Linked DNA regions of Mus musculus: regions 2, 3, 4, 5, 6 and 7 are each linked to region 1. The links are chromatin contacts, called in public HiCAR-type and promoter capture Hi-C maps. All regions are on one chromosome and are shown on one strand. Each heading gives the region's core, a stretch centred on a gene start, on an enhancer-like site or on the middle of the called end of the contact. The rest is flanking DNA. Distances are from core to core; before and after follow the strand shown.

What was found. Promoter capture Hi-C pulls out the DNA fragments that hold promoters and counts their contacts. HiCAR-type assays count read pairs that join an accessible place to other places.
Region 2: a HiCAR-type map of astrocytes shows a contact between it and region 1, with 5 times the contacts expected there. The contact joins the promoter of G3bp2 here to the promoter of Mthfd2l in region 1. A contact is called at or near these places in 10 of 39 promoter capture datasets (the 3T3-L1 cell line, cranial neural crest, embryonic stem cells and 5 more), 3 of 115 datasets of contacts at active chromatin or transcription factors (astrocytes, pancreatic cancer cells and pro-B cells) and 1 of 9 other capture datasets (liver).
Region 3: a promoter capture Hi-C map of the SN4741 cell line shows a contact between it and region 1, with 5 times the contacts expected there. The contact joins the promoter of Cdkl2 here to the promoter of Mthfd2l in region 1. A contact is called at or near these places in 19 of 39 promoter capture datasets (the 3T3-L1 cell line, 3T3-L1-derived adipocytes, the C10 cell line and 13 more), 5 of 115 datasets of contacts at active chromatin or transcription factors (SST interneurons, astrocytes, forebrain and 2 more) and 2 of 9 other capture datasets (liver and macrophages).
Region 4: a promoter capture Hi-C map of embryonic stem cells shows a contact between it and region 1, with 5 times the contacts expected there. The contact joins the enhancer-like site here to the promoter of Mthfd2l in region 1. A contact is called at or near these places in 5 of 39 promoter capture datasets (embryonic stem cells, hippocampal neurons, liver and 2 more), 3 of 115 datasets of contacts at active chromatin or transcription factors (the NIH/3T3 cell line and embryonic stem cells) and 3 of 9 other capture datasets (adipose tissue, embryonic stem cells and liver).
Region 5: a promoter capture Hi-C map of liver shows a contact between it and region 1, with 6 times the contacts expected there. The contact joins the promoter of Rchy1 here to the promoter of Mthfd2l in region 1. A contact is called at or near these places in 16 of 39 promoter capture datasets (the 3T3-L1 cell line, 3T3-L1-derived adipocytes, the HPC-7 cell line and 9 more), 1 of 15 datasets of contacts at CTCF or cohesin (the NIH/3T3 cell line), 5 of 484 Hi-C or Micro-C datasets (bone marrow-derived macrophages, cortical neurons, embryonic fibroblasts and 2 more), 10 of 115 datasets of contacts at active chromatin or transcription factors (the NIH/3T3 cell line, bone marrow-derived macrophages, cardiomyocytes and 6 more) and 4 of 9 other capture datasets (adipose tissue, embryonic stem cells, liver and 1 more).
Region 6: a promoter capture Hi-C map of the HPC-7 cell line shows a contact between it and region 1, with 6 times the contacts expected there. The contact joins the enhancer-like site here to the promoter of Mthfd2l in region 1. A contact is called at or near these places in 8 of 39 promoter capture datasets (the 3T3-L1 cell line, 3T3-L1-derived adipocytes, the C10 cell line and 4 more), 1 of 15 datasets of contacts at CTCF or cohesin (the NIH/3T3 cell line), 4 of 484 Hi-C or Micro-C datasets (CD8 T cells, cortical neurons, germinal center B cells and 1 more), 2 of 115 datasets of contacts at active chromatin or transcription factors (astrocytes and neural tube) and 2 of 9 other capture datasets (embryonic stem cells and liver).
Region 7: a HiCAR-type map of astrocytes shows a contact between it and region 1, with 5 times the contacts expected there. The contact joins the promoter of Uso1 here to the promoter of Mthfd2l in region 1. A contact is called at or near these places in 13 of 39 promoter capture datasets (the 3T3-L1 cell line, 3T3-L1-derived adipocytes, the C10 cell line and 8 more), 7 of 115 datasets of contacts at active chromatin or transcription factors (the NIH/3T3 cell line, astrocytes, embryonic forebrain and 4 more) and 2 of 9 other capture datasets (embryonic stem cells and liver).

Annotation. Positions count from the first base shown.
Region 1 is chr5:90,928,997-90,932,760 of GRCm38.p6, forward strand. It overlaps Mthfd2l (methylenetetrahydrofolate dehydrogenase (NADP+ dependent) 2-like), which reads left to right and starts at 2,200. Exons shown (of 8, transcript NM_026788.1): 1 at 2,200-2,437. The coding sequence starts at 2,322.
Region 2 is chr5:92,081,715-92,085,969 of GRCm38.p6, forward strand. G3bp2 (GTPase activating protein (SH3 domain) binding protein 2) reads right to left here and starts at 2,030. Exons shown (of 11, transcript NM_001080795.2): 1 at 1,815-2,030. Gm46933 reads left to right here. Exons shown (of 2, transcript XM_017321256.1): 2 at 1,158-2,451. The coding sequence ends at 1,859.
Region 3 is chr5:92,040,665-92,044,471 of GRCm38.p6, forward strand. Cdkl2 (cyclin-dependent kinase-like 2 (CDC2-related kinase)) reads right to left here and starts at 2,378. Exons shown (of 14, transcript NM_016912.2): 1 at 2,135-2,378.
Region 4 is chr5:92,110,647-92,114,332 of GRCm38.p6, forward strand. It overlaps a transcript of G3bp2 not described here. Among named protein-coding and RNA genes, the nearest start is that of Uso1, 25 kb to the right of the region's middle. Within about 2 kb of position 2,320, at least 56 of the 459 cell types and tissues checked have an H3K27ac peak or open chromatin away from gene starts, as enhancers often do. A contact at or near this core is called in adipose tissue, embryonic stem cells and liver, where this site is marked.
Region 5 is chr5:91,961,154-91,965,260 of GRCm38.p6, forward strand. Rchy1 (ring finger and CHY zinc finger domain containing 1) reads right to left here and starts at 1,915. Exons shown (of 9, transcript NM_026557.4): 1 at 1,477-1,915. The coding sequence starts at 1,566. It also overlaps the pseudogene Thap6.
Region 6 is chr5:91,998,527-92,002,499 of GRCm38.p6, forward strand. No RefSeq gene overlaps it. Among named protein-coding and RNA genes, the nearest start is that of Odaph, 13 kb to the left of the region's middle. Within about 2 kb of position 2,720, at least 78 of the 459 cell types and tissues checked have an H3K27ac peak or open chromatin away from gene starts, as enhancers often do. A contact at or near this core is called in CD8 T cells and the HPC-7 cell line, where this site is marked.
Region 7 is chr5:92,135,684-92,139,728 of GRCm38.p6, forward strand. It overlaps Uso1 (USO1 vesicle docking factor), which reads left to right and starts at 2,255. Exons shown (of 24, transcript NM_019490.1): 1 at 2,255-2,480. The coding sequence starts at 2,415. It also overlaps a transcript of G3bp2 not described here.

The sequences.
Region 1 (3,764 bases), core at 950-3,449:
GTAAAACCCAAGTTTAAAACAATTTATTATCTTTAAAATCAATATTAGAAGCATTACTATCATATTACGAAGTTTGGATGTCAATTAATACCTATGAATACCTATTAAAGCAAGCTTTAATGCTTTTTAATAAAAAGACGTTGCTTTAAATCTTATCTTAAATTTTACTATTTAGGATACGAACCACATTAATTATTACCTAAACTAGAAATATCTTTAGAGACCCAGCCTCTTGGGCTGCCTTATGCCATGTGTCGGAAGGACTCTAAACTTGAGTTATCAAATTTAACACTAACCATCTGTAGCAATGTAACAATTATTAATCTTAACCAACAACTTATGAGCTGATTGTGAAAACACTCAGAGCACATTACCAATAAAAAAGAACCAAATGAAGCAGTTACATTTAGACCAATCAGAGAATAATAATTTTTGTAGCTACAATCATAGAATAAAAAACACTTTACCATTGTCAAACACATTAATCATAAACCATTTATTAGCTTTTTTACTCCGAAACTTAGAGGCTGTGCACTCGCCCTTATTTCCTAAAACGAACAGTTTTTCCAGCAGGGGCCCTCCCGCCATGTGTCTGATTCCTGGCTGAAACACGTGGCAGCTCTCGGCTTTGCAGATAAAGTTTTTTATACCATCTTTATTATCCAACATAAAACATAGAACATTCATTCATACAGACTGGACACGAACATACATGAATTGAACACGAGAACAGATTGGTGCACCGGACATTAGACAAGACACAAAAGGGAACAGAGTACTCCTGCTATAAGGCCCAGAGAGATATTTCTCTCTGCTTTTTGGGACATTTTCCTCCCTTATGATGCATTTTTTATTAACTGGGGCAATCTGCCTATTCCTTTTAATAAACCCTTTCTTTTCTCACACCTCATGTAGCTTCGGAGAGCTACGGCCTACCGCCTATTACCCAGCTCCTCACTGCTGAACCTAAGTGAACCAGCGCTCGGGTTTAACGCTGTCTCAGCTTAGCCCATACCTTCTCCGGTATGAATTTCCCTTATCCTTTATTTTATGGAGCTCCGAACCAGCAGCGTCTCTTCCAAAAATCCTTTGCCGTTTCTCAGTCCCGAGTTGGTTCACCAATTGTTGTGTCCGGCCAGCAGACCACAACCTGGGTTCTAGCCTGAAAAGGCATTTTGGAAACCTGGAAGAGAAGAGGGGCTAGGTGGCGAGAGAAAAGAATGTAGCCAAGACAGTTACTCTGATCAAGGCTCAAATTTTATTGTTGCGACACTAGTTATGAAGGAAGGGGGAGGGGACCCGATTCCCGCCGAATAATCTCGGGTCCAGTAGAAAGGTGCACGTGTGTGGCTCCTCAGGTTCCAGCAGTGGGCGTGGCAGAACGAATGAGCAGGAAGCTCCACCCCTGAGCAAGCAGGTTTCAGGCTGGGGGAGGGGAGACTACACTTGTATATTTGGGGTACAAGTTCACAACAAGTATTTTACAAACACCCACCCCTCAACGAAACTTTTTCCTTGCCTTTTCATTCTCTTAACAGGTTTATTTTTCCCCCACAGCAGAAATTTAAATTTTTTTTATACACTATGATAAAGTGTTACATAAAAAGTCTCGATGCCAAGATTTTCTTCTATGTTTTCTTTCTGTGATTAAATGCCTTCTACCAGACAGACATTGCACCACTGTTCTTGATGGTTTTTTCACAGAACAAGCTCTCTAACATCTGGGACTTTCCATAACTAGTTTCCTCAGTCAGACAGTAGTCTAAACAGCTCTTGCCCCTCGCATCACTGCCACAGCTTGACCTTGGGAGGAATATTTCCTGTTAGCTTTGCAGATGATTTTTGCTTTCTCATTGCAAACTCCCTCTGCTTTAAGGTTCCACAAACTCTAGGATCTTCTGGAAGTGTCAAGGATGCTGAAGACTGATAGAAATCCCAAGGACATCTTTGTTTCTTCCTCTCCTTGAGTTTCTTTTTCAATGCATCTTAAGGTCGCACAGGGAGTGAAAAGCAAAGACCTGCAACAACTTTACTGCTCCAAGCTGCCCTCCCTGTAACCATGGAAACGAGACCAGGGACTAGAGCTGGGCCTGGGGCACAAGGGGGCCTTGCTGCCTGCAAGAACGGCCGAGGACTTCCCTGTGCTCCCGTGGCGACAGCGTGCACGGGTTGGAGCCAAGTCGCCCGCCACCCCGCGGCCACCAGCGGTGCCGCCTCTGCCTTCTCGGGGCTCGGCCCCGCCCCGCGCCCCGGAACCCTGCTGAGGGCCCCGGGCGTGTCGCTGAGCTGACCGCGGGACCCCCGGAGGCGGACGGCGAGGCATGGCGACGCGGGCCCGCGGCTTCTCGCTGCTCCGGGGCCGTCTGGGCCGAGGGCCTGTGCGAGCCCCGGGCGTCGCCGAGCGCGCGTGGCGCGGCTTCGGGAGCAGCGGCCGGAGGTAGGAGCTGCGGGCAGGGGCCGCGCGCTGGGCGGCGGCGGGGCCTGCGGAGGCCCGGGGTGGCCGCGGTGCGAGGCGCTCAGGCAATGGGCCGCGGCTTTGTTCAGACTGTTCTTGTGCGAGGAGGAGTAGGCGCTGTGCAGACCTGTAGTCCAGCGTTTCTGTTTCTTTAGTCCTTTGTCACCGGCTTGCTGTAATCTTTCCCACCTCGGAATGTCTTACAGTTTCCTTAAACTGCATGCAGTCCAGGCTGGCCTCTCCGCTTGTAGGGCGCTTGGCAGCCTTCGGATTTGGTTGCTGCCCGGGACAATGAAAAGACACCGTGGTGCCCAGGAACAGGCCACGCTGCCGCAGCGTCCCTTGTCTGCTGGGGAATCCAACCTATGGAACAACAGCAATGCATAGTGTCTTGCCCAGGGCCTTCGAGTTCAGAAAAACTCATTTGTAAACTTCCAGTGCTTCTTAGGTGGCTGGAGACTCTCGCTTGACGGTTTATAGTCACTTTGTGTCCTCAAGGAAAAGTACAGTGAGGCTGTGCCCATAGGTGCTGTGTGATTTAAATTAACTCCCCATCATACGTATTTGGATCTTAGTTTTGAGTCACTGAAATTTAAAGTTCTTTCTGTAGTCTTAACTTCGGAGATGGTTTGTAGTGACTAGGTCTATAGAAGAGGATGTGTGGTAAATGATACAGCTTCGGAATTCTATTGCTGTACACTGTTGGCCTGTAGTAGCAGCGTTGGGATTTGCTGTTTAGCCAGAGTGCTCTCCTCCCTTGGAAGAACAGATTTGTAAGGGTTCTGTTTGCAATCCAGACTTGAAGGGGTTGTCTACCAAGAGTATCCTATTTAAATCATTATCCTTGGAATTTCAAGTTTTTAGTGCTTCCCTCTAGAATAATGGTAATTTTTTTGTTAGTGTATAAGTTGATTAATGTCCCTTCATCAGTTCGATGTCTCCATCTCCCCATTTGCTCCTTGCCTAATTCCTACTGAAACAACAGTTACAACCTCAGTATTTGGTTGTAGCCACATGCTCCACACCCACAAACACATAGATATCCATCCATTCATAGAAACTTCCCATCTTGCAATTTGTAGTTTGGTCTGGTGGCAGGCCTTGGGTTTGAACTCTGATACCTTAGAATTAAAGGTGCAGTCTGTTTTGGAAGACTATTTCTTTCAAACTGTGATGATAAAAGACATTACTTTGTGCCTGCCTGCTTCCCATTCTGTTTGATGCAGATTACAATTATGTAAGAAAAGAAATGCCATTTTGTAGCGTTTTTGCTTTTTAAGACGGCACTAACCAAGTTCGGATATGGTGG
Region 2 (4,255 bases), core at 780-3,279, 1.2 Mb after region 1:
TTCCGGTACTCCATCTGAGGCTTGCTTCCCCCATCGCTAATTCTAGTTTTGTGTGCTTTGTTTGAGTCTAGGTCTTCTGTGTAGCCCTGGCTGTCCCAGAACTCTCTGTAGTCTACAGATCTGCCTGCCTCTGCCTCCTGAGTGCTGACATTAAATCGTGCATCCATGCCCGCCAATATTTTGATTCTGAATTCTCAATAACCTAAACCATCACAATAAACCAAGCCACTGGGAAACACACTTTGAAGCCGTTCTCACAATCAATTTGTCAGAACAAAACAATTTTCATACACTGAGATTAGATAGTGCATATGTCCGAAAACGGTAACGAAGGGACAATATATAATTCAGTCGTCCTAAGGTCCAAACTGACCGAACTCCCCCTCCCCCATTTTTTTGAGTCAGTATCTCACTGAGTAGCCCTGGCTGTCCTGTGGAAGTATGTAGACCAGGCTGGCCTCGAACTCAAAAGACCACCTGCCTCTAACTCCAGAGTGGTGGGACACTGGGTCCAAACCTAAAGACCATAAAGGGATCACTGAATTTCGCTAAATCAAGTGTTTACTCAAAGTTTGGTTCACATGCCTAGGGCTACAATAACTGCCAAATATGGAATTGGGACAAGAAATTACTATCCTCACTTAGAATTAGTGCATCCTTTTAAACTGCAGCTAATGGTTCCCCTGCCTAGGTACTTGGAACAAGCGAGGTATAGTGTCTAGAATCTAAAAACCAGAAACCTTAAGCTAATCAACTGCACAACAATCACACCCGGAGAGAAGGGGGCAATTTTCCTTGATTCAGATTTGCTGCACGTGTTTTGTTTTTAAGAAGCAAAAGGCATCTCCTCAATGTTTTTTGTGCTTTGGTTTAAAACTAGTTATATCTTGGGAGTAGAAATTGTGAACACGACCCTACAGCCCCCCCCCCCCCCCAAAGCACCACAGGGGTACCTAAATAAATCTGCCCTTAGAGACGCAGGAAAACCTCAATCAGACTCCACTAACGAAATCCACACCATTTAGGGAAACTTACGTTCTTCTCCCCTTGTCCTACCCCAAAGAATAGCAGGGGGAGAAAAGCCCATTCCCAAAGCACTGAAACGTCCTTTTTATTCCTGGGTAACAGGAGAGATTGTCTGCAGAAAAAGGACGTAGGAGACGCACGTTACAGTCCCAGTATCCGAACACGTTCGGGATAATCCGGGGAGGGCGGGGGGAAACGCCGAGCACCCGGCAAGTGGAGCGGCGGCCACCTTCAACCCCGGATTCAGTTTCCGGGCACAGAAATGGTGCCCGGAGGCCGCTACTTTCGCATCTGCGTTGCTTCTGCCTCCGCCGACACGGCCTCCTTCCCCTCCCCCACGGGCGGGGCGACGACCGGGAACTAGGGCCGCCGGCGAGCGGAGGAACCAGGCGGGTGGGCTTCCTACCCTGAAACCGCCTCTGCAGGAGCCCACTGCCCCGCTTCGCGGCTTGGCGCCCGTTGGCGCGCTCTGGGAGCTGGCGGCGGACAGGGTACCCCCGGGCTGCTTCATCCTAGCAATCCCCAGCCCCACCTGTGCCCTCCTCTGCACCACGCGCGCAGGTCATCCTCCTCCCCACGCAGCCTTCCGCTCACCTTGCAGGAAAGGCTCGGCTCTGCACGCACGCACGCACTCTTGCTGGCGTAGGCAGCCGGCGAGAACAATGTTTCCGCCGCACCAACCCCGACACCAAGCGCACACACCGGACGGTTGCCGCGAGCCGCGGAGCGGAGGGAAATGTCCCCTGCCGACCACCACACCGACCGCCCCTCTCGGCCCCCGTACACACCTCCAACCAACAGCGGCGGCGGGCACGTCGCGCGGAGGTCAGTAGTGTCGCGGGATCGGCCGCAGCAGATTCTCCTCCCTCGAAGCAACCCGAGGCTTCGGAATCCGGAGAGCCGCGAGCTCGGGGCCCCTCACAGCCACCTCTTCCCGAGAGCCTAGAGCTGCAACGAGCTCCAAGAACACGGACGTCCCGCCCCCTTTGCCGCCGCCCCCTCTTATTGTTTTACCCCTGCGGAAAGGGCTAGGGAACCCCCCAGCACAGCGCCAGCCAATCAGGCATCAGTTTGGAGAGCTAGACCCAACCTTCTCGCGTCCCACTGCGGAGCACGCGCAGAACGGCGCCGCGCTCGCTCGCTCGCTCGCTCGGGCGTCCGGAAAGCCAGGGAACCGGAACCGGCCTAAAGTCGGGGCGAGAGCCCGCTGATTTGACGTCACAAGGAAGCTGCCTTTCTCTTGCAGTGATGCTGAAGCCTCCCTGTCCTCTCAGGTGGCGCGAACAAAAAAGATGGCTCGCCGCTAACCAGTGGCTTTTACAAACGGTTATTCCTGGAGCCTTTATTCGTGATAAGAGGGAGCAAATTTAGTAATGGTCCTGGTTGCTGCGTTATCGGAGCATTAAAATGCAGTTTTGAACTCTGCACAGTGAGCTCACCTGTATTGCTTAATTAGCCTGTTTTAGGAAATGGAGGTTTAAAAGTCTTTCTCATCAATGTCAAACAGCTAGTTTTAAATAAGGGTGCCGAGCTATGGAGTATGGGGAAAGTATGACATAGGCTGTATGGGCTTGGGGCTTTTGTATGGCCTTGGTGGCTTCATCCTTAAATGGAACTTACTGGAACAAAGGCTGAAAGGCTTAAAATTTAAAAAAGAAAAAAAAAGCCACTTATAAATCTATGCCACTGGGACTTAGTTATGGAAACAACACTGCTTCATGAACCTTGATTCATGGGGAAAAAAAAGCCTTTGTAGACCAAATGTTACTTTGCCACTAATAGCAATGTTTTCAATTTCAAGATAGCAGAAGAAACTGGGAATGAAGCTATGAAACGGTGAAAGGAACGGAAGGGCAATTGAGAGGAATAGAACACATTTTAATCAAGCAAAATGCAGGATTAAATACATCCTCAGTTTTCCCTCACAGTAGAGATTTCCTAGAAGAAGAAAAAAAAAAGGTTCACAAAAGGCAATGCTGATTGGTACTTGAGCCTCCAAAATCTACACTGGCATTATTTTGGATTGCTTAATAATTTTTATATGCAAAATATATAGGCAGACCATCATTTATTAAATGACTCTGAGATGGTTTTTCTTAATGCATTACTTCTGCAGATTACCTTTTAAGTACAGTGTTTATAGACCAGATACGCTACTGGTATTTTATAAAAGTCACTTATGTCTCACAAAAACCCACTTACGTAATTACCTATTTGAATGCACACTTTACAGATGAGGAAAGTGAGACTTACGAGACGGTTTACCCTAAGGACACGCTCGTATTACTCATCTCAGCCAGGCTCGGGGCTACATACCTCTAATCCCAGCACCTGGGAAGCAGAGGCAGGAAGATCACAAGGTCTAGGCTGACCTGGTCTACGAAGCAGATTCTAAGTCAGCCAGGGGTACATAAGGAGACTCTCTCGATAATACTCAAACAAACAAGGACTACTCATGTTAACACAAGCACTCTGCATCCATACCCCACACCCCTAATTGTAAACGACAGAATGCTGCTACTATTGACTGCTAAAATTTCAACTGTTTCCAATCACATCGAATGCTTCTGGTTTGTTTTGGATATTTCAAGACCAAGTTTCTCAGTGTGGCTCTGGCTATCTTGGAAGTCACTCTGTAGACCAGACGGGTCATGTGTGATACCATGCTGGGCTCCATGCAGTGTTTTTGTAAGTATTCTTCATCCTGTAACCTGAGATAAGGTGTGTCTCCAGGCCTTGCTGTGCATGGGATCAGATCGGGGTTTGTTAAAACTCCCCTCAGCGTTTGTGATTCTGCAGATGTGTGCTGAGGGCTGAGAACAGGCACATCCCACAAGTACCAAGGGATCATAGAGCTGCTCTGGGAAACCATTCTACCACCCCTAAGACAGAGGGCAGCAAATGTCACTGAAGGAACAGCAAGTATCTTCTTCAATCTCCTCCTTTTATAATCCTTCAAAGCATAAGAATAATTCTAAGCTTAGCCCCAGGACTAACAAAAGCAGGCCTCAGGCAATCCCTGCCACTAAGACATACCAATTAATGTTACTTGTTTAAAAAAAAAAAGAGAGACTCAATTTTAGTAAATTAACTAATTCCCACAAGCAACTAGCATTTCTTATTTCCTAAATGTCTCTCGTCTGTTCTCTGAATACCGTCAGCTTTGCACGGGGTCAGGCTGGTTTCATCTTTCCATGATGAAGTAACAGCCTAGTTAATCTCTCTGCCT
Region 3 (3,807 bases), core at 1,128-3,627, 1.1 Mb after region 1:
CACACACATACACTATACACACACACATTTGTCCATCATGCCCAGCATAAATTAATTTTTTTAAATCTGACTTTTGAATTTAAATTCCAGCAGCCATGAATAAAAAAATATTGCTCTAGATCCTGATTTGGTTTCAACATGGGCTGGGGAAGACTTAAACTTTAGGTATATTTATATTTTAAAATATAAATATTAGGTGATTATACTCAAATGACGACTCACAGTTGAATTTTTAAGAGCCTGACCATACCAAAAAAACAAAAACAAAAACAAAACAAAAAAACCTTATCACAACCTCTTGGAAGGAAAACACTTCTTTCCACTTAATATTAATCGCATATGATATATAGAGCTAACTTACCCAGACAAGAAAAAGTGGTGATGTTTTAGTGGCTTCTAGTATATTCATAGAAAAGGGGGAAAACCAACCAACCAAACAAACAAAAAACATTGACTTTTTATTCTAAAAAATTATGATAATCCAAAGTATATATTACATTTTCAACACTTGTCACCTAAGTGTGTGTGTGTGTGTGTGAGAATCCAAAGTATATATTACATTTTCAACACTTGACACCTAAGTGTGTGTGTGTGTGTGTGTGTGTGTGTGTGTGTGTGTCTGTGTCTGTGTTAACCCAGGGCCTCCAATAAGCTAAGCAGGTGTTCTTTCTACCACTGAAGTACACCATCCAGCAGCCATTATTTGCACAGTGTAAATGGAGATCAACACAGAAAAGAGAAGATGGAGAGAATGAAAAGAATCCTAATTAAAATCAAATTCAAAACTCTTCACTATCTTATTACCACTTTGGGTATTAGATTCTACTTAAAACTATTTACAGTGTCATAGGCACTGACTTCCCATATAGTTCACATTTTAACTTCTTTTTACCTTTAATTACTTTTATAATAAAAAATTTACATTTGGAAAAACCTTCAGTGTGATTCTAACTGGCATAGTTTTTAACCTTCCCTTAAGTATATATTGTAAAGGAGTAAGCTTTAGGCTAGTGAAAATAATACAAATAGCTGGAATCTATAGCCTAGATCGTTTTTAAACATATTGTAATTGGCATCCTAGATATTTAAAGATGCAAAATGAACCAAATAAAAATGACCTTAATCATGTCTAAAAGGTTCTGAAACATATTATAACCTAGTATTATACAAGTGAACTAATCCAAATTTATTTTCCCAACCATGTAGACACACTACATAGAGCACACCTACTTGTTCAAGTGGGACTGTCTAAAATACCTTAAGAATATCATGGCCTAAAATATGCCTTGTTTCCTCAGTAACTTATAACCCATCAGTTTCTTGCCTTCTCACTCTTAAATCTATGGGTAGCACGTGGCATACAAAAAAGAAGTCTGGTGCGATGGCACTATAATAATTTAGGATATGTGCCATACAAGCATACTGTTCAAATACTACCAATGTTCTTTGGTTAAAATCAAACTGAAATTTCTTATACATAAAAGAACGAAATAACTGGGTTTTTACAAAGTATTATACTTACTATTTCTTCCAAACCCTTCACATGGAAAGAGCCAAAGGTTTTCAACTTGGAAACAAATTTAAGGTGATATGCATCTCGCTAGCAGATCTAAAAAGATGCTGACTAGCTAGCACACTAGCAATCCCAGTATTGGGATTTCCTCTGCGGACGCAATTACCGGTCCTAGGTGAAGCAGGCAGGGAGGCAGATTGGCTTCTGCCCTCCGCAAGCTCACACTTCCGAGGACTACGGGCCGCATGCTGCCGTCGTCAAGGCAACGACCTCACTCGGTCCCCAGCCATAGGCAGTCTCCAGAGAGAGAGAAAGGGCCCGAGTCAGAATGCGTCTGCGACAGGCAAAGACACAAGCACCTGTCAAGGACAACAGCTGCAGAGAAACGAACTGAGGAAAACAGAGCACCGCCGGCCGAAAGCCCTCGGGTCGCTCAGCTCAGGGAAGCAGCACCTCGCCAAGTAGCCCTAGGCGAAGGCGTTGGCCACCCTAGCTGCAAGGGGCGGCTCTCACCCGCCTGGTCCCGCCCCGCCTACGGCGGAGCCTCCCTGATCCTGATTGGCTGAGGCCTGTCGTCAGGCGTTGTGATTGGCTCTGTGCCACCCCGCCCCGCCCCTTCACCTGGAGCTCGCAGGTTCGCTCAGCTGACGGCCTCGTCCCCACACCTACGGTCTTAAGTTTGTAGGGACCTTTCTGCCGGCGCCAGGAGACCTCTGCTCTCAGGGGACCGCAGGTTGCCCCAGTGGCCACGAGGAGAGCCAAGGTGACGGTTCGCTGGGACTGAGGAGACCATGAGATTTCCCAGCTTGCCCGCCCGCGGCGCGGCGGGGCGCTGCGGGGCGCGGGCCCCACCCGGGGAGGTTCCGCCCAGCCGCGATTCCTCGCTTCCTTTCGGTTCCGGGCGGTGGACCGGAAGAGCCTAGTAGTTTATTTAGCCGAAATTGGTGGGATGAGATCTGTTGACAGACCTGACAGGAAAAAGGACCCTGGGACGCCAGCCTGGTAGGGAAAGATTTGGGGTGGAGCCCAGAGAGGACCAGAAAGCAAGAAAGGTAGGTGCTGACTGCAAGCGGCGCAAGCTGGAGCTTAAAGCTTGCCTTCAGCTTGAAGACTAGATTAGCCACGACAGGGCAAGATCGGAAGACCATTACCAAGCATATGCTGACGTCGTACGAGAAGCCGGGAAATGCTTTATCCCTCCTTATTAAGGGACTGAGATTGTAAGGCCAAATAGTTTTACTTGTATTCACCTATAGCCACACAATTTGTACTCAACTAAATATGTTTTTTTTTTTAATAGCTCGATCCAGGAAAGTATCCTTGATAACAGACACGTATATGCCTAGCCAGCACCCAGGGGTTATTCTTGCATAGTAAGGTGTAAGAGCAATTGTTTTATAATTTTTCTTAGTTCGGTACTGCATTAATCTCCCGGTGCTCAGTTACCATCATTCACCAAACTGCTTAAAATCGAGTTCCCGAACCTACAATTTTGAGAACCACCTCTGGAAACAGGGTATGGGTTTTTGGTTTTTTTGTTTTGTTTTGTTTTGTTTTGTTTTTTTGGGGGGGGGTTGTTTTTGGATAACCCAAGATGTGAGTTATAATGTAGCAATGAGCTGTGACCAACTTGAAGATAATTCCCATCGCTTTACTCTAGATTGTAACAAACCCCATGAGGTTTAAATAGAAAAATATTTATGAGTGTTCTGCCTGCTTGTATGTCTGTGCACTGTGAGCGTGCTTGGTGCCCACAGAGGTAAAAGAGGGCGTCAAGACCCCCTGGAACTGGAGTTACAGTTGGTTTCTGATTGCCGTGGGTCCTCAGGAAGAGTGACAGGTGTGCTTGGCCACTGAGCCATCTCTCTAGACATTCATGTGAACTTTTATGTACAAACAGGTTTATTAGGGTGGGAACCTCATATTTTACTTTTTTCCAGTTTTACAAAAAATAAACAGTTGAGTAGCAAAATTAGTGGTATACATGGGAACTGAAAGGACAAAGGCTATAAAAATGGTGAACAGGTGTTGCTTGAGAAAATATTTAAAAGTTGGAAATAACTGTAAAGGAACTAGAGGGTAGTCAAGAAGTACAAGTTCCTTTGGGAAATAGGGTAGTTCAGTGATGGCATGCTTGCTTGGACTGCACAAAGCCCTGGGCCCCACATCCAACAATTTATACACTAAGGCATGATGGTTGTGGCACAGCCCTCTAATCTCAGCCCTCGGAGGTAGGGAGCAGGAGTGCCGCAAAGTCAGGTCTCTCTCAGCTACTGACCAAGCTCAAGACCTAG
Region 4 (3,686 bases), core at 1,070-3,569, 1.2 Mb after region 1:
CACACTGGCCTGATTCTTTCATTGTTCAGAGTAAAAGGTGCTTTGGCCACTACAACCTCTGGAACAGAATTCACAGAAGGAAAAAAAAAAAGCAACACTTAAAACATAGCTGAAGGCCATTCCTTAAACCACCCAGTCTTTGTAGCCAAACTAAGTAGACCCTCAAGAAGGAAAAAGCAGGCACCCTCAGACTTTTCTGTCTGTACCCTGGCTTCCCTGTAGTTTCAGGTGGAGAGATAAAAGTGCTGAAGAGTTTATGAATGTTTTGAAGATTTGGTTGGCAGAAGCCACTGTCACTGGGCTCCAGTCAGGGAACCTGTAAACAAGCAGAGACAACATGACCCAAGAAAGAGCTGGCACCCACCCAGAAGACACCGCCTCTGAGTCTTCCAACCAGTAGCATTTACCCTTGTCAACTACCCAACTGCCCTGGGGCTCTCTTCTCAAATCTTTCCATTCAGGGAGTGCTTCTTAAATGTTTACAAAGAGCCAAGAACTAAAGGGCATAGGGCTGCAAACTACACAGCGCCCTGGCAGAGACGGTAAGTAGACATTGAAAGTACTGGCCAGGGCTGAAAGACACTAAGAACCAACTTTGGGGATGGAAAGTGGTCCGGGTGCAGAGTACTGAGACAACAGGCAGTCAGGACACCCAGGAACTGAAAACATCGAGCAAACTAGGCTTAAAACAGGTAATACAGGGGTTGGGGATTTAGCTCAGTGGTAAAGTGCTTGCCTAGCAAGCCCAAGGCCCTGGGTTCGGTCCTCAGCTCCGGAAAAAAAAAAAAAAAAAAAAAAAAAAAAACAGGTAATACAAGCTGGGTGTGGTGGCAAAGTCTGTATGTGATTCCAGTACCCTGGAAGGAAGATTGTGAGAGGAGAGGAATCTGCACCGTTAGTATCAAACCTCGGGGCACACACGGAAGGAGGCTGTGAAAGAAAGAAAGAGGGCTGGTGAGATGGCTCAGTGGGTAAGAGCACCCGACTGCTCTTCCGAAGGTCCAGAGTTCAAATCCCAGCAACCACATGGTGGCTCACAACCATCTGTAACAAGATCTGACTCCCTCTTCTGGTGTGTCTGAAGACAGCTACAGTGTACTTACATATAATAATAAATAAATCTTTAAAAAAAAAAAAAAAAAAAAAAGAAAGAAAGAAAGGAAAGAAGGAAGGAAGGAAGGAAGAAAGAAAGAAAGAAAGAAAGAAAGGAAGGAAGGAAGAAAGAAAGAAAGAAAGAAAGGAAGGAAGGAAGAAAGAGAAAAGAAAAGAAAAGAAAAGAAAGAAAGAAAGAAAGAAAGGAAGAAAGAGAAAAGAAAAGAAAAGAAAGGAAGGAAGGAAGAGAAAAGAAAAGAAAGAAAGAAAGAAAGGAAGGAAGAAAGGAAGAAAGGAAGAAAGAGAAAAGAAAAGAAAAGAAAAGAAAGAAAGGAAGGAAGGAAGAGAAAAGAAAAGAAAGAAAGAAAGGAAGGAAGGAAGAAAGGAAGAAAGAGAAAAGAAAAGAAAAGGAAAGGAAAGAAAGAAAGAAAGAAAGAAAGAAAGAAAGAAAGAAAGAAAGAAGAGAAAATTAAATAAAAAAGAAAAGCTCAAACAAGCAGTCAAGTTGCCGAAGGAAGAACCGGGCTGTGCTTAAGGAAGGGCGGGGCCAGGGAACATTTGGAAGCTCGAAACTTGGGGCTCCTGGGGGTCAGCCCCAGCAACAAACCAACCTAGAGAGTTTTTCTTTGTGTTCCTTCCCACCCCGACTCCCACCGCCACACCCACCTGGCTATTGTCCCTATTCACTTCTCCAGTGAAGGTCATTTTAATTTCTTAGAGCTTAATTAAAAGATAATTTCAACCTACATCTTATTCTTTAGGAGCCAAGGCTCCCCCACCTCAGGTAAACCCTTCTCCAGATAACTGTCTCACTGTGACAGAGCAAGCAATCCTCTAAACAACTTTTGTGACCTACTGGTCTGCCCTAAAAGCTAAACTCTCAGTCAAGTTTAAGGAGAAAACACCCTGAGGAGATAGTTTCCGGCCCATCGGAGTCCCAGATTAGCTTAATTGCCTGACTTTCCCCTCATTAGAAAGTTCCTCTAGGAGGCAGATCTCTCCCTTCAGGAGAGAGAACACCCACAAAAGCCTGGGCTGTACCTGCAGGTTAGGGAAAGTACAGGACCCCAGAGCGAGGCAAATTAGCAATTCACGCATTTTACCATTTCAATTGGAGCCGGGAATTACAGCCGGGAGCAAAAAGAAGTCGCCCTCGTAACTCCCCCGCAGTTTCCTGTGTATTGTTTGCGGTTGGCTCTCCCAGCTGAACAAAGTGCTGGCAAACCTTATTTTTAAAAACACAAATAAAAGAGCTATGCAGGTCAGAGCAGTCCCTCCGCTGGAGGGAAGAGCACACTCCCTTCAGGAGTAGCTGGGGAAGTGGAGCCAGGTGACAGTGGGGTGCTGGGGAGACTGGGGGTGAGGAAGGAGACAAAGTTCTCAGCTCTTCCTAGGCGAGTCTCTCCGCCTGTAGTCCCAGCACTCTGCAGTGCTGAAGCAGCTTTCCCAAAATTCCACACACACACCCATTTCTTTTTTAAATATTTACTTATTGTATGTTTCTTTAGTTAAGATTTATTTTTGCCAGGCGTGGTGGTGGCACACGCCTTTAATCCCAGCACTCCGGAGGCAGAGGCAGGCGGATTTCTGAGTTCGAGGCCAGCCTGGGAGAAACCCTGTCTCGAAAAACCAAAAAAAAAAAAAAAAAAAAAAAGATTTATTTTATTTATATGAGTACACTGTAGCTGTCTTCAGACACACCAGAAGAGAGTATTCCATTATGGATGGCCGAGAGCCACCATGTGGTTGCTGGGAATTGAACACAGGACCTTCGGAAGAGCAGCCAGTGCTCTTAACTGCCAAGCCATCTCTCCAGCCCTCATTTTAACCCCCTTTAGGCTCTGGTATCTGCTGTCCTGCTTTGTTTTCTTTTCTGGCTCAAGGACAGCCTTTGCTGAATTCAGAGATCCTCCTGCCTCAGTAGGAAGTAAGTTTCAGATGACAAAGAGACTACTCCAGCTTCAATGTCTGCACAAAGCAAACTTCACTCTGTCTAGAGCGAGTGTGGGAAAAACACAAACACACAGGACCAGGCGTTTGTTTGGCTGAGGTCGGGTGGGGGTTTTCACAGCTCTTGGCTATCAGTGCGCGTGTGTGTATAAAACCTTCCCATGAAAGTCTTTCGTGTGTGTGTGTGTGTGTGTGTGTGTGTGTGTGTGTGTGTGTGTATATGTGTGTGTAAAACTTTCCCATGAAAGTCTTTCAAGATGAGGGAGATAAGGATTTGAAAAAGTAGTGAACACAGGAAAATAAAATTAAAAAAAAAGCCTCTTAGACATGTAAAAATAGCTTAGTGAGGAACCCCACTACACCCCAAGGCTGCATTTGATAGCTCAAACCCAGGGACATCACTGGAGATAGTAAAGCAAGAGCCTAAAACTCCATGATGCCCTGATGCCCACTGGACAGAATATAAGCAGAGTCCAAGAGCAGTGCTCTGCTCTGCACATCTGGACAGACACCACCTTGGTCTGCCCGGCAGCTGGAAAGTTACCTCCAGGAACCTGACCCTCAAAGTAGAGCATAGTTTTTTAAAAAAAAGTGCTTTTTAGACATGTAAAAATAGTGAGGGTCCCTACTACACCCAAGGCTGC
Region 5 (4,107 bases), core at 665-3,164, 1.0 Mb after region 1:
TGTGCAATTTCTTTGCAGGGGTGGAAGGGGAAGGCCAGGTATTAAATTCAGTTTCATACCACTTTGAAACTGTAAAAATATTTCAGTAGAAATGTAACCAAAAGAATATTTAATTCTTTATACAACATTAGATAATTGACCAGTCTGAAAAAATTCATCCAATGCAATGAATGCTCACCAGGCATGGCCTACAGAAAAGGGTTTAAGTTGCCTTACAGATCTAAGCCTATCACTTAGTCCTAACTTATAAGGTCAGTGACCAGCAGAGCTGATTGTGAAGGTGGCGAAGGAGGAGTTGATGACCACTGTGGGTGCTAGTTAATATATACTCCTAGTCATTTCTGGGGACACACCTCTTAAAACACCACATGTGCACTCTAGCATGCAATCATCACATGGTTTATAAAAGAGGGACTTTCCCTGTTGGCAGAGAAGGCTGAACCTAGAGACTCTCTGGTGAGGCCAGTACTCTAGCAATGACCTATATATACCCCCAGCCCCACCTCCTTTTTTTTTTTTTCTTATTTGCATTAGCATCTCCTGGCTGGTATTCCTTCTGCCTCTGCTTCACAAATAGCTGGAAGTATGCATCTCCTGGAGCTACAGGCCTTTACCACTAAGACCAGCTTCCAAACTTGTATATTTTATATGCAAGCTCTTTAAAAAGTAGCTTGCTCCAAATTACACAGCAAGTTAAGGACAATCTAAACTATGAAGGGAAAGCTATAGGATTCCAAGAGTCAAAGTTTCTTCTCAGTGGGAGGCGACTTCTGAAGACTGAAGCCAAGGCCTTCAGCATTATAAACTCAATTCTAAGGCTGAGTTATAACCCCAGCTCAAATCTCAGGCTTTCTCAACAAAATATTAAAACTGCTTCTTAAAAAAAAAAATCAGGTAAGTCTTAACTGTGTGAGAGTCATTTTTAAAAACTCTAGATGACTAGAACGTCTCAAGCAGGAAAAATGACAGCATATATGTATTAGGCACTCCTCCAATATCCAACTTAATGGCAATCACCCAACTCTCACTTCACACAGACATTTTCTCCTGGACAGGTCTGGGCATATTCCTAGACAAAAAAATGAAGCTGACAAGCCATACTATAAACTTCCTACACGTACAGAAATTATATTCTGATTCTTCCCTTGCTTATGCTTTCATCACTGCATCATACGCACTTGACAGAAATGCCAAGGCCCTTTCACTTCCTCATTCTACTGTCAACCGCAAATGACGGATAAACCCACAAGGGAGGTGAATTTAAGCAAGGGCCAAGTCTTTACAAACAAGAACTTGGCTTGCAGCGGCGATCGAGTACAGAGCTCCTGCTCGCCTTGCCAAAACGTTTCCTGCAAGGAGAGCCCAACTCCAGATGGCAGGTATCCTGACAAGCAGCTCGGTCTGAAGCTTCTGCCCAACCTGCCCTTGCCAGACCCGACCGCAGCTCATCGAGGAGGTACCCTCTAAAGTCGTCACCTTGAGGAGACAAGCTCTGTCATAGTGCTCGCAGCCCCGCGGCCCCTGCGCCAGGTTGCGGACGCCATCTTCCCGCGCCGTCGCCGCCATCTCCTCCTCCTCCTCCTCCACCACCTCCCCCTCACCAGCCACTGAACCTTTCCCCCAGCTTGGAAGCCACGCCTTAAGGAAGCAGAGTCGGTCGGACACCCGCTCCTCCTCGGAGCAGCGGCCACCAGAGTCAGGAAGGGGGGGTCCAATCACGTGATCTGCAGCATCCGGATTTCCGGTCCCTGGTGTAAGGGGTGGAAGCCAAGTGAGACGCTTAGTCCGTCGTCCACGTTAGTCGCTGTCGTCACTGCTAATGGTAGTAAGTCTTAGGTTGGCTCTTTTTCCCCGCCCCGGCATCGCTGCCAGCCCTGATTGCGGGCGAAGGGGACCGCTGCGTCGTCTGGCGGGCGCTGCTGCGAGCCGCCGGCGCCGGTGAGGAGCGGCCCCTCCCGCGGCTGCTCCGAAAGGGGGCGGGGCTCGGCGGCTGCGCGCGCAGGTCCGAGTGCCGGCGGCTGTCCCGGTCTCCTTTTTTCCCTGCGCCCCCTTTAGAAAATATTGTGCTGTCACCCACCCAGGACTTAAGAACGCAAAGTGAAAAACAAGTAGCCACGCCACGCCCCCGTGGAACTCACAAATGGGGAGGGGGAGAACGCCACGGCATTAGATGAGGTCACAACTTCCACACTGGAAGGACAGTCCTGTGTGGTGTCCCTGGGGAAGGAGACGCTCGAGCTGAAAGTTGAATGGCAAACAGTACGCCAGCAGGAGTTAGTGTGTACCAGACCTGTGGGAGAGAAAAATCTGGCCCGTAAGAACATGAGAGAAATAAAGAAGCCTGCAGAGTTTGAATCTCAGACCTCAAGGTGCATAACTTTATGTCCACTCTTACAAAATACCAAGACTTAGAGCATTTTATCAGCAAAACTTCAGGTGTTGGGATCTGGGAGAAGGGAGGCAATTGTCCGGGAGGAGATGCCTTTAGCTTAGCCCTGGAGTTACTAACTCGTTTTAATTCTCTTCCAGTTGTGTTAGGAGTTGCTAAAAACATGGTGAAAGGTTGCTCGGCCATTGGATGTGCCTCTCGCTGTTTACCAAATTCCAAGTTAAAAGGACTGACATTTCATGTGTAAGACTTTGCTGTACTCAAGCCAGATACTTTTAACTTTTTACTAAAAATGATTCTACCAGAGTCTGCAGTTACAAGCTTTTGTTCCCAGTCTTTTTAAAATAACCTTGTTAAATTTGAACTGACAATGGTCCCTTTATAATGTGCAAGTTTCAAGTGCCAAGGAATGAAAGACCAGATAGCACCCCCACCAAAAATAAAATACCCCCACGCACAAATTGTCAGGCTCGTCTTTGCTAATGTTTGCATTCTAACTGTGTTACGGTCTCTACTGTTCATATGTCGATCATCATCTAACTGAGGGCTCTGTTCAAATACCCATACCTTCTTTTTAGAAATAGATGAGGTGGAGTGGTTCACTGTAAACTACATGTTCAGATCAAGGATTATTTAGCTGTGTGAGTTTGAGGATTCTAATTTAGTGTTTAGCCATTCCTGTGACACCCTAGGAAGGGTCTAATAGGATTTAATAAGCATACTTAGGATGTTCGCAGCTTTTGTGAAGCACTGTTATTACTAGGGAAAGATCTAGTTACTTTACTAGGCAGGGAAATAAAAAGAACCTATGTGCTACCATGTCCCAAAACAATATTGAACTAGCTTAGAAATGTTGAGAAGTCTGATTATTGCCTCCTGTATATGTCAAAGTAATTGTAGCTCCAGAACCGTAGACGTGCCAGCTGTTCTCCGCATGAGTTCATAAGGCATTTATAGACCTGCTATGTATGAGTTGCTATACAAGTTATTTTCAGGTTTGACAGAAAGGAGGAAGTATAAGAGGCCCTCCTATTCATTGAAGACAAATTCTAGGTATCACCTCAGAAAGGGAAAGGCCAAAGGTATTCTTCAACCGCTGTAGAGAAAGAAAAACCTTTAATTGCAAATCTTGCTACAGGCTAAATGTCCACTGAAACATTCATATGCTACTATAAAAATTTAAGGGCTGGTGAGATGGCTCAGTGGGTAAGAGCACCCGACTGCTCTTCCAAAGGTCCGGAGTTCAAATCCCAGCAACCACATGGTGGTTCACAACCATCCGTAACGAGATCTGACTCCCTCTTCTGGAGTGTCTGAAGACAGCTACAGTGTACTTACATATAATTAAAAAAAAATTTAAATAAAAGCCATATGTATGAAGAATGATTGGCAGAAAAATCTAGATATTAAAACTGAGCTATGAGGCCAACAGAATGTCTTAGCAGGTAAAGGTAGTTATCACAAAGCCTAATATATGTATGTATATATATATATATATATATACACATACACACACATATATAGCTTTAAAATATATTCTTACTGTTTTGTAGATTCCCCACAGATGAAAACATCAAAAGAAAGTGGGTATTAGCCATGAAAAGACTAGATGTGAATACTGCAAGCATTTGGAAGCCTAAAAAAAGGAGATGTGCTGTGTTCAAGACACTTCAAGAAGACAGACTTTGACAGAAGCACTCTAAACACTAAGCTGAAGG
Region 6 (3,973 bases), core at 1,470-3,969, 1.1 Mb after region 1:
TCAACCTTCCTAACACTGCAACCCTTCAGCGTAGCCCTTGTGTTGTGGTGACCCCCCAACCATAATTGTTTCTAAGTAATTTTGCTACTGTTGTGAATCATAATATAAATATCTGAAATGCAGAATATCTAATATGTGACCCACATATCAGATATTTGACCCTAAAGAGGTCAGCTCAGGACCTTTGGAAAATTCCACCAGGCCCCAGAACATGAAGGCCCCTTCCCTCCTGGAAGAGAGAGGTCATGGAGCACATAGGCACCCCTCCCCTCTGGAAGGGAGGGGCTGATTACATTCCTCAGAAAAACTGCAGGACAGACTGACTGTTGGCTGCCTGCAGATATGGGAAGCCCCTACTACCTCATTCCCTTAACACCAACCAGTTTAGAGGGTACACTGTTCCACCAATCATGTTGTGCCTAGTTGCTGATGCTCTATTCTGCCCCTAAAAACTGTATAAAAACTCGCAGAATAGGCAGCCGGAGGTCCTTGCCTTTCCTTCAGGTGCAGGACAGCCCCAGCGCACTGGAACAATAAATTCCTCTTGCTTTTGCATCGATCCCTGGCTCCCCGTGGTTCACATAGGGAGTCCTCAGTAGTTAAAGCTCCTCAGAGTCTTACAACCCCCAAGTGGGTCATGACCCACAGGTTGAGAACACATAGTCTAGATTGCCTGAAGTGAGACATGGTGAGCATTTATGTCAGAGAAGCTACTTTTTAATTGGGGGAAGGGGAGGTTTGCCTGGAATGGAAGCACAGTTCTCAAAGGGAAAAGTAGGGAGTGAGAGATCATATTCACCCATAACCACCAATAGCAGCTAGGCCCCTGGGTTGCATTTGAGCTTCCACTGTTGGTGATGAATACTAGACGTGGAAAAATATCTTTAAGACTTTAGAACCTCTGACCGTAACAGAGCTGCTTGTGGGCCAAGAGGCCAAAGATGACACAGATTGGGGGAAGGGGGCAGGAACTACTTTCATCTCCACACAGAAATCATTCTTGCTTGCACCCTTCCCAGTCAAAATACAGCAACATTTACACCTGGGAAACTGCTCAGCCTCACACTGGACACTGGCTTCATCACAAAGAGGAAATCCACCTCAGTAGGGAGGAAGAAAAATGTTGTAGGCTGCAAGTGGCCAACAAGAGATGGGCATCTAGGCTTGAGGAAGGATGTGTGTGGTCTGAGACTGTCTGCTACTAAATAACTGGTTTGTGACACACTGAAGCCACACACACACACACACACACACAAGATCGAGAGAGAGAGAGAGAGAGAGAGAGAGAGAGAGAGAGAGAGAGACAGAGAGAGAGAGGAATCCAACTCAGGCTGTCAGGCAGGCTTGTGGCAGGCCCTTACCTTTTGAGTCATCTGATGACCACCTCAGCTACTTCCTCTGGAAGGGCAATTAATCTTAACCACTGAGCCATCTCACCAACCCATCAATGGAGTTTTCTTTTTTTTAAACTACTACAATATAAAGGAAGTCAGTGTATGCACACTAATTATAGTGGTAGCTTTTGTTTATCAAATAAGCATTTGAATATTACATTGACCAGCAGTTAGCAATAATAGACTAAATAGAATTCCCCTAGCATAGTCTTAGTGTGCACCAATACCATCTCCCTTCCCTGACAGGTGTGGTGGCACACGTCTTTTATCCAAGTTCTTGGGAGGTAGAGGCAGGCACTCTTGTGAGTCCAGATCAGTTGCCTCTGGATAACAACTTCAGGCCAGCCAGAGCTACATAGTGAGTCTTTGCCTCAAAAAGAATGGAAGGAAGGAAGGAAGGAAGGATGGAAGGAAGGAAGGAAGGAAGGAAGGAAGGAGAGAGAGAGAGAGAGAGAGAGAGAGAGAGAGAGAGAGAGAGAGAGAGAGAGAGAGAGAGAGAGGAGAGAAAGATGCCTTCCCCTACTAAGGCAGATTTGAACTACAATGGTGGTGGTAGAGTTTTGCTTGTTCTCTCTCTCTCTCTCTCTCTCTCTCTCTCTGTTATTGTTGTTGTTTGTTTTAAGACAGGGTCTCACTATGTAGCCTTGGAGGGCCTGGCATGAGATTTGTAGACCAGGCTGGCTGGGAATGCAGAACTCCTCTAGTTCTGCCCCTTGGCGTTTGCCACTGCATCCACCTCAACTACATTTCTCATAGTTTTAAATCTAACTCTATACTTCATACACCTGACGAGCTGAAAGCCCCATGAACAGAGACACATGGGTCAAGCAGAAAGTGCCTCCCTCACTTTCAACACTGGAATATTAGGGTACATGTAGATTAAGTTGCAGCAATTAAATGATGTGACTATAAAGGGTGACCATCACACACACTCTGGAAGATCCCTCAGAGGTAATTCCAGCGGCCCATAGACCATCTCCACACTTCCTTCCTGTCCCTCCCATACCTCCTTCCTGTCCCTCCCACACCTCCTCCCTGTCCCTCCAACACTGTATTCTCTTCCTGTTTCACAGCACTCCACACTGTCACTGCTGTTGCTCTGCAGACCACGCCCACTTCCTCCTCAGGGCCTGCTCTCTAGCTGGACTCTCTAAGGCTCTAAGATGTGCCCACACTCCTTGCTTTGAAAGCTTCCATTCATAGAGTGCCACTGGATAGTTCCCTGACCCAAACTGAGATGGGCAAGCACAGGCTAACTTCCACTCCTTGTATGTGTTCTGTTACTCCTATGAGCAAGTGTTATTTCAATCATTCATTCATTCATACAAACACACACACATTCAGGCATCTATAGTCTTGTTATTTAAGGGGAACTTTGTCAGTCTTGTTCATTCTTTTCTCCTTAAAGCTTTGAACAACTCCCGGACACAATAAGAATGCAGTCAATTATGTTTTTAAACAAATGAATCTAAAGATTCATTTGACATCGAACCCTATTAGAGTTTTCATCAATTTATATATTATCTGGCCACGTCTCAAGTCTTCACTCAGAAAACAAAGAACATCTGTTGAGAGAAAGGGAAGACACACACATTCCTTCCAAATAAAATAGTTAGGGATTGCTGGCAAGTGCTTTCAACCCTTCAGGAGACTTAAAAGGAACCTTTCTCCGTTTCAGTGCAGATTCAATTTCCCCTTCCGTGTTTTTAGAGGAGAAGCTGGAATGGTAGCTAGAGACAGAGAAGCCCATGTCTAATAAGCACACAACTTTAAAGTTTCTCAGGCTTATCCTAGCAACATTAATCACTTTTTAATAATGGGGTGGGATGGGGACTGGAGAGATGGCTTGTTGTTCTTACAGAGGACTTGGGTTCAATTTCCAGCACCGTGTGGTGACAAACAACTGTCTATAGCTCCAGTCTCAAGGGATCTAACGCCCTCTTCTGGGCTCTGTGGGCCCCAGGTGTGAATACGGCACACATACACACGTGCAGGCACAGCACCCATATACAAAAACTAAAAGTAAGTATTTCTTAAAACTCTGAGTCTAATCCTCTTTGCAAAACCCCTCTGCAAGGCCAGGTCAAGACATATGTCTACATGTGAGGAGTGTGGCTTAGTGCCAGAGTCCTCCCTGAAGAATCAGGACATTCAAGAGCCAGTGCACAAGAGACAGTCGTTCCCTGTATAGTCTACACATAATGAACATTTTAACTTCGGAAATGCCTTTTGCACTTTCCTTCACTCAAAGGACCGAACACTCTTCTGCTTGGGACAGGAGTAGCTGTCAGGAACAGCCATAGAAATATGTTTTAACCATGGTTTAAAACCCTCCAGTCTCCATATTACAGACACTTCCCTCTTTTTCCACCCCACACCCCCATGCAGGTGTCATCAGTGTCTTGTTTTTCCAGACTTTTGTTTTAGGACATGGAAAAAAACTTCTGCTGTGCATTTTTTAAAATTGAGACTCTTGGTGGACAGGTGACAGCTGTATTTGCTAACTGCCTTCAAAGTTGAGGCTACATTGTACAAACTAACAGTCCAGGGAGAGAGCCATGGTCAGCGTGGATTCTCTT
Region 7 (4,045 bases), core at 1,005-3,504, 1.2 Mb after region 1:
ACCCTCATCATTTCTGCACTCAACTGGCCGTCCCTTAGTCCTTCCCTCTGCCCTTCCTTCTTTCCATCTCTCAGTCCTTCCTGCCCACAGTCCTGTCCTTCCTGCCCAGGACCCAATGTTAGGGAATAAAACAGGTCAAATGATGGACACCTCCTCGTAAGTCATGACTACTGTGTCCAACAAAGTTTAAAACAAGGTATTTCAACGAGGTTTGTCCCTTAAAACAATTTTGTAACAATGTCAAGGTCCTGTGTTCCATTACCAAACAACAGAGATGTCTCCAAGCCCCCTCAGATCGTACCAGAGCCTCATCCCTTAAGGTAGGACAGTGAGACTTGGGGAAGAGGAGAGGTCAGGCTCAGGGCAAGGTGAGAATGCTAGGTGAGGGTCTTAGCAGGCTTTCCTTGGTCACTGGTGACAATTTAATGGTTACATTTTTTAGGATGCAACAAAATGCCTCCACGGAAAATGTCTAAAGCAAAATGTCAAGCAGAGGACAATAGTGGCACACAGTATTCCTGGCAATAGTATCCCACCATGCTCTGTGTCCAGGCTTACGACCTTGGGACTATCTATCACTACGGCCTGCATGGTGTGTGTTCTGTCATTCACGGGCAGAACAGATCGTCTCTCTTAGCATACTAGTCACATGTTCATTCAACAATTTATTCACCTATCCATCAAAATCACTCCATGATTAGTAAATACACTAGCAACTGATTTACAAATGGCCGGGTCATCAGATTTGGCTTATCAAGTTTGAATTCAGTGTCGGCGGCAAAGTGACAGCGCAAAGAATCTGCATCTTGATTTCAAGGTACTCTCTCCTGAGACGCTGAAGTGGAGGCTTAAGGAACTAGCAGGAATCTGCCCCACAAAGAGGGAAAGGGCATACTAAAGCAAGAGAAACATGTTGAGTATTTGAGGGACACTGGCGCTTCAACCCTAACAGGTGTGTCTGCCAAACTAAGGAGTTTGGATGTCATTATATAAACCGGGGAACCACTGGAGGATTCTAACAAGAGGACTGACATACTTCCTCTTGGGCTCACCCAAGGGTGTACTGTGGGAAGCCAGGGCTGGATGTAGACAAACTAGTTAGGAGCCTACTGCTGTAATCTCAGTGTGGAAGAATCTGAGAAATATTCCTGCACACCATACACTCAACATTGGACAGGTGAAGGAGGAAAGCCGGAGTCTTCGGATTCCTCCTTACAGACTAGGGGATTATTTGGGTAGAGGTACTACTGAGCACGCTAGGGCACACCGTGGAAGCATACTGATTTCTTTTTAGAGGGAGTCTGGGGGAGACATAGGTCTTAATCGTCACATCTGAGACCTATGGGGAATTGAAACCAAGAGAGGCATGAGTCAGTTGGTTTACTAGACTCCCTTTCAGAGTCAAGAAATTTGCAAAACCATGTGTACCTGGCAGCCTCATTTGGAAAGAACAAGTATAGCGATTTGGAAATATGACATTCTGCTTGCTAAAACCATTGAAAACGTAGAAATTAAGAATTAATTTTAAAAAGGGGGGCATTATGCTACCAAAATGACACAATGGAACAATTTATTTCCAACCTCTTATTAGAGATAAACGAAGGGGGTTACTTCTCACACTTGAAAATGAGCGGAGAACCTGGTGTTTAGATCAAGGAATTCTTTTTAGCGGGGCTGAGGAGCAAGAACTTAGAAACGCGCCCTCGAGTGGTAGTGGAATGAGGGGTCTCTAGCACCCCCTTTACCACCAAACAAAGCCCTGGGTAGAAATGCAATTTGCGAGGATCAAAAGGCCACCTCGCTCGTACCGCTTAACCGAAAGAACCATACGAATCTTCCAGGGGACAGGACACCCTTCTCCCCCTTACCTGTCACGCCGGCCAAAGGAAAATTTCACTTTCGACTCAACAAAAATAAACCCTCAGGTTTGACAGCTTGCAGTCCGTCCCGCTCTCGGCGACAAAACACCTACCAGCCGATGCTCCTAGTCTAATCAGAGCCTCGGGAGCCGACTGGGCAGGGCTGCGACCACGTGGGTGACCGCGGCCAGCAGCAGCAAGCAGCGCAAGGAGGAGGAGGGGGCGTGCCCAAGTGGTGGGAGGCCTGCTGGTAGGCGTGGCCTGTGGGGCCGGGCAGGTGGGCGTGGCCTGCGGCCCGGGGCTCCCTCCTCTCCCCTTTTGCCTTCGCCCTTCGAGCCGCCACGTAACGCCACGTCCCCGCGCATGCGCACCGCGGCTGGTGTCCGCGGCTGTTTCCGGGCTCGGGGGGCCGGAGAGGCTGCTGAGTAGGAGGCGGCGGTGGCGGAGGCCGGGGAGTGCGGAGAGCCGGCTCGGGGGCTAGGCCCTACGGGGGGCGGGGGGCGGTCGTGTTTTCTTTGGCAGAGGGGCTGGTGAAGCCGGCGGCTGAGCGACAAGATGAATTTCCTCCGTGGGGTGATGGGGGGTCAGAGTGCCGGACCCCAGCACACTGAAGCCGAGACGGTGAGCGCAGCGTCGCCGGGCCGGGCTGGGGCCGGGCTGGGTGGGTGAGATCGGGGCGTCTACGCCGCTCCCGTCGCCTGCCTTCTTTCCTTCCCCCTGCTCGGACGCGCGAGCTCCCCACGCGGCGGTGCAGCCCGGGCCGTGGTGACAGGAGGGCTTCGGGGACCCGGCACGGCGACGGACCGCGCGGCCCCTCCCTCCTTCCCTTTAACCTGTCGGCCGGCCAGCCTCGGTGCCGGCTGAAACCCGGCTCTACGGGGCTGGAAGGAAGTTAAGACCCAGCTGTTGGCGAAGGCTTGTGGCTAAGAATAAAACGATATTCTTGGGGCACAATGCCACCTGTTCCTGCCCCATCAGCTGTAAGAATGGGCGTTTGCCTAGGGTTGGTGGTTCAGACCCTACTTTTCAGGTTCACCCAAATGTGTCATGGGGCAATACTTACTCCTCTTGCACGCTGTAGTGATCTGCGCGCTAACCACTCTAGGGACTCTTCTGCTCTATTGGTGACATGATTTGTTAATGTTTTTCTTTTTTAATTATTAAGACATGGAAAACCGGCATTTGATTTTATGTTTAGGATACACTTCCTGGGAAGTTTGCAGAGCCAATTGGAAACTGCTGTGGATGGCTTACCTGAGAAAAATGAATTTAGATATACAGAAAAAAAAAAAAACCGCGTGTGACATTTTAAAGACAAACTTTGGGTAGTTGTCATAGCTCTGTTTTGTGGATTCAGAAGGGTCATAAAATAGGACCTGCAAGATAGGATGGAGTCTTTACTAATGAAGAGAGAATTAAAGTAACTTGACCAGAATCTTGGAGCTAGAATTTACTACGGGGGAAACTAAGAAACTAAGCTTTCTGCTAAGCTTAGACTTGATTGCTGATCCCGGGTTTCAGTTGTTAGCTGGCCCTTTTGGAAATAAGATTACCCACATTAATTAAGTTAGGATTACGTTAACTAACGAATGTAGTGTACTAATGTAGTTAGTGTAGTTTACGCATGTAGTTAGTACTGAGGGAGATGGAGGAGGCCTAGGACTGAATCCAGGGCCTGATTACATGGAGGGCAAGCATTCTGCCACTGAGCCAGACTTCCCACCAGGTTACAACGGAGCTGAAGGCTGTCACATGTGTTGTTTTTGAAAATCAGATCTCCTCTTCCCCCAATACCTGGCTTCCCTTGTTCCTCCCCACATGGCAACAAGGCTGCTGTTATTGGAAAGCCAGGGACTTTAGCTCACCACAGTCACAGCCCATCTCTTTAACCTTTCTGTGTTTTGTCTGATGTTTGTCTGTCAGAGACACACAAATTAAGAGCTGGCTTTGAAATGAGACCTTGATTTGAATCCAGGCTTCCAGGCTTGGTTGACTTGGACAGATCTGGGAAGGCTAATGCTTTCTAAGTAAAAAGTGCTGGCTCCTGTGGCTGTAATGAGTCTTTAAAGTTGAGAAACATGAAAGTGCAGCCCTTAGTAGATGCTCAGGAAAGGATGGACTTGACTCTAGTAGGTTAGGCTGAGATGATCCTTCGGCCTTGTCACAGTGACCTCTGTGGAAGAGGT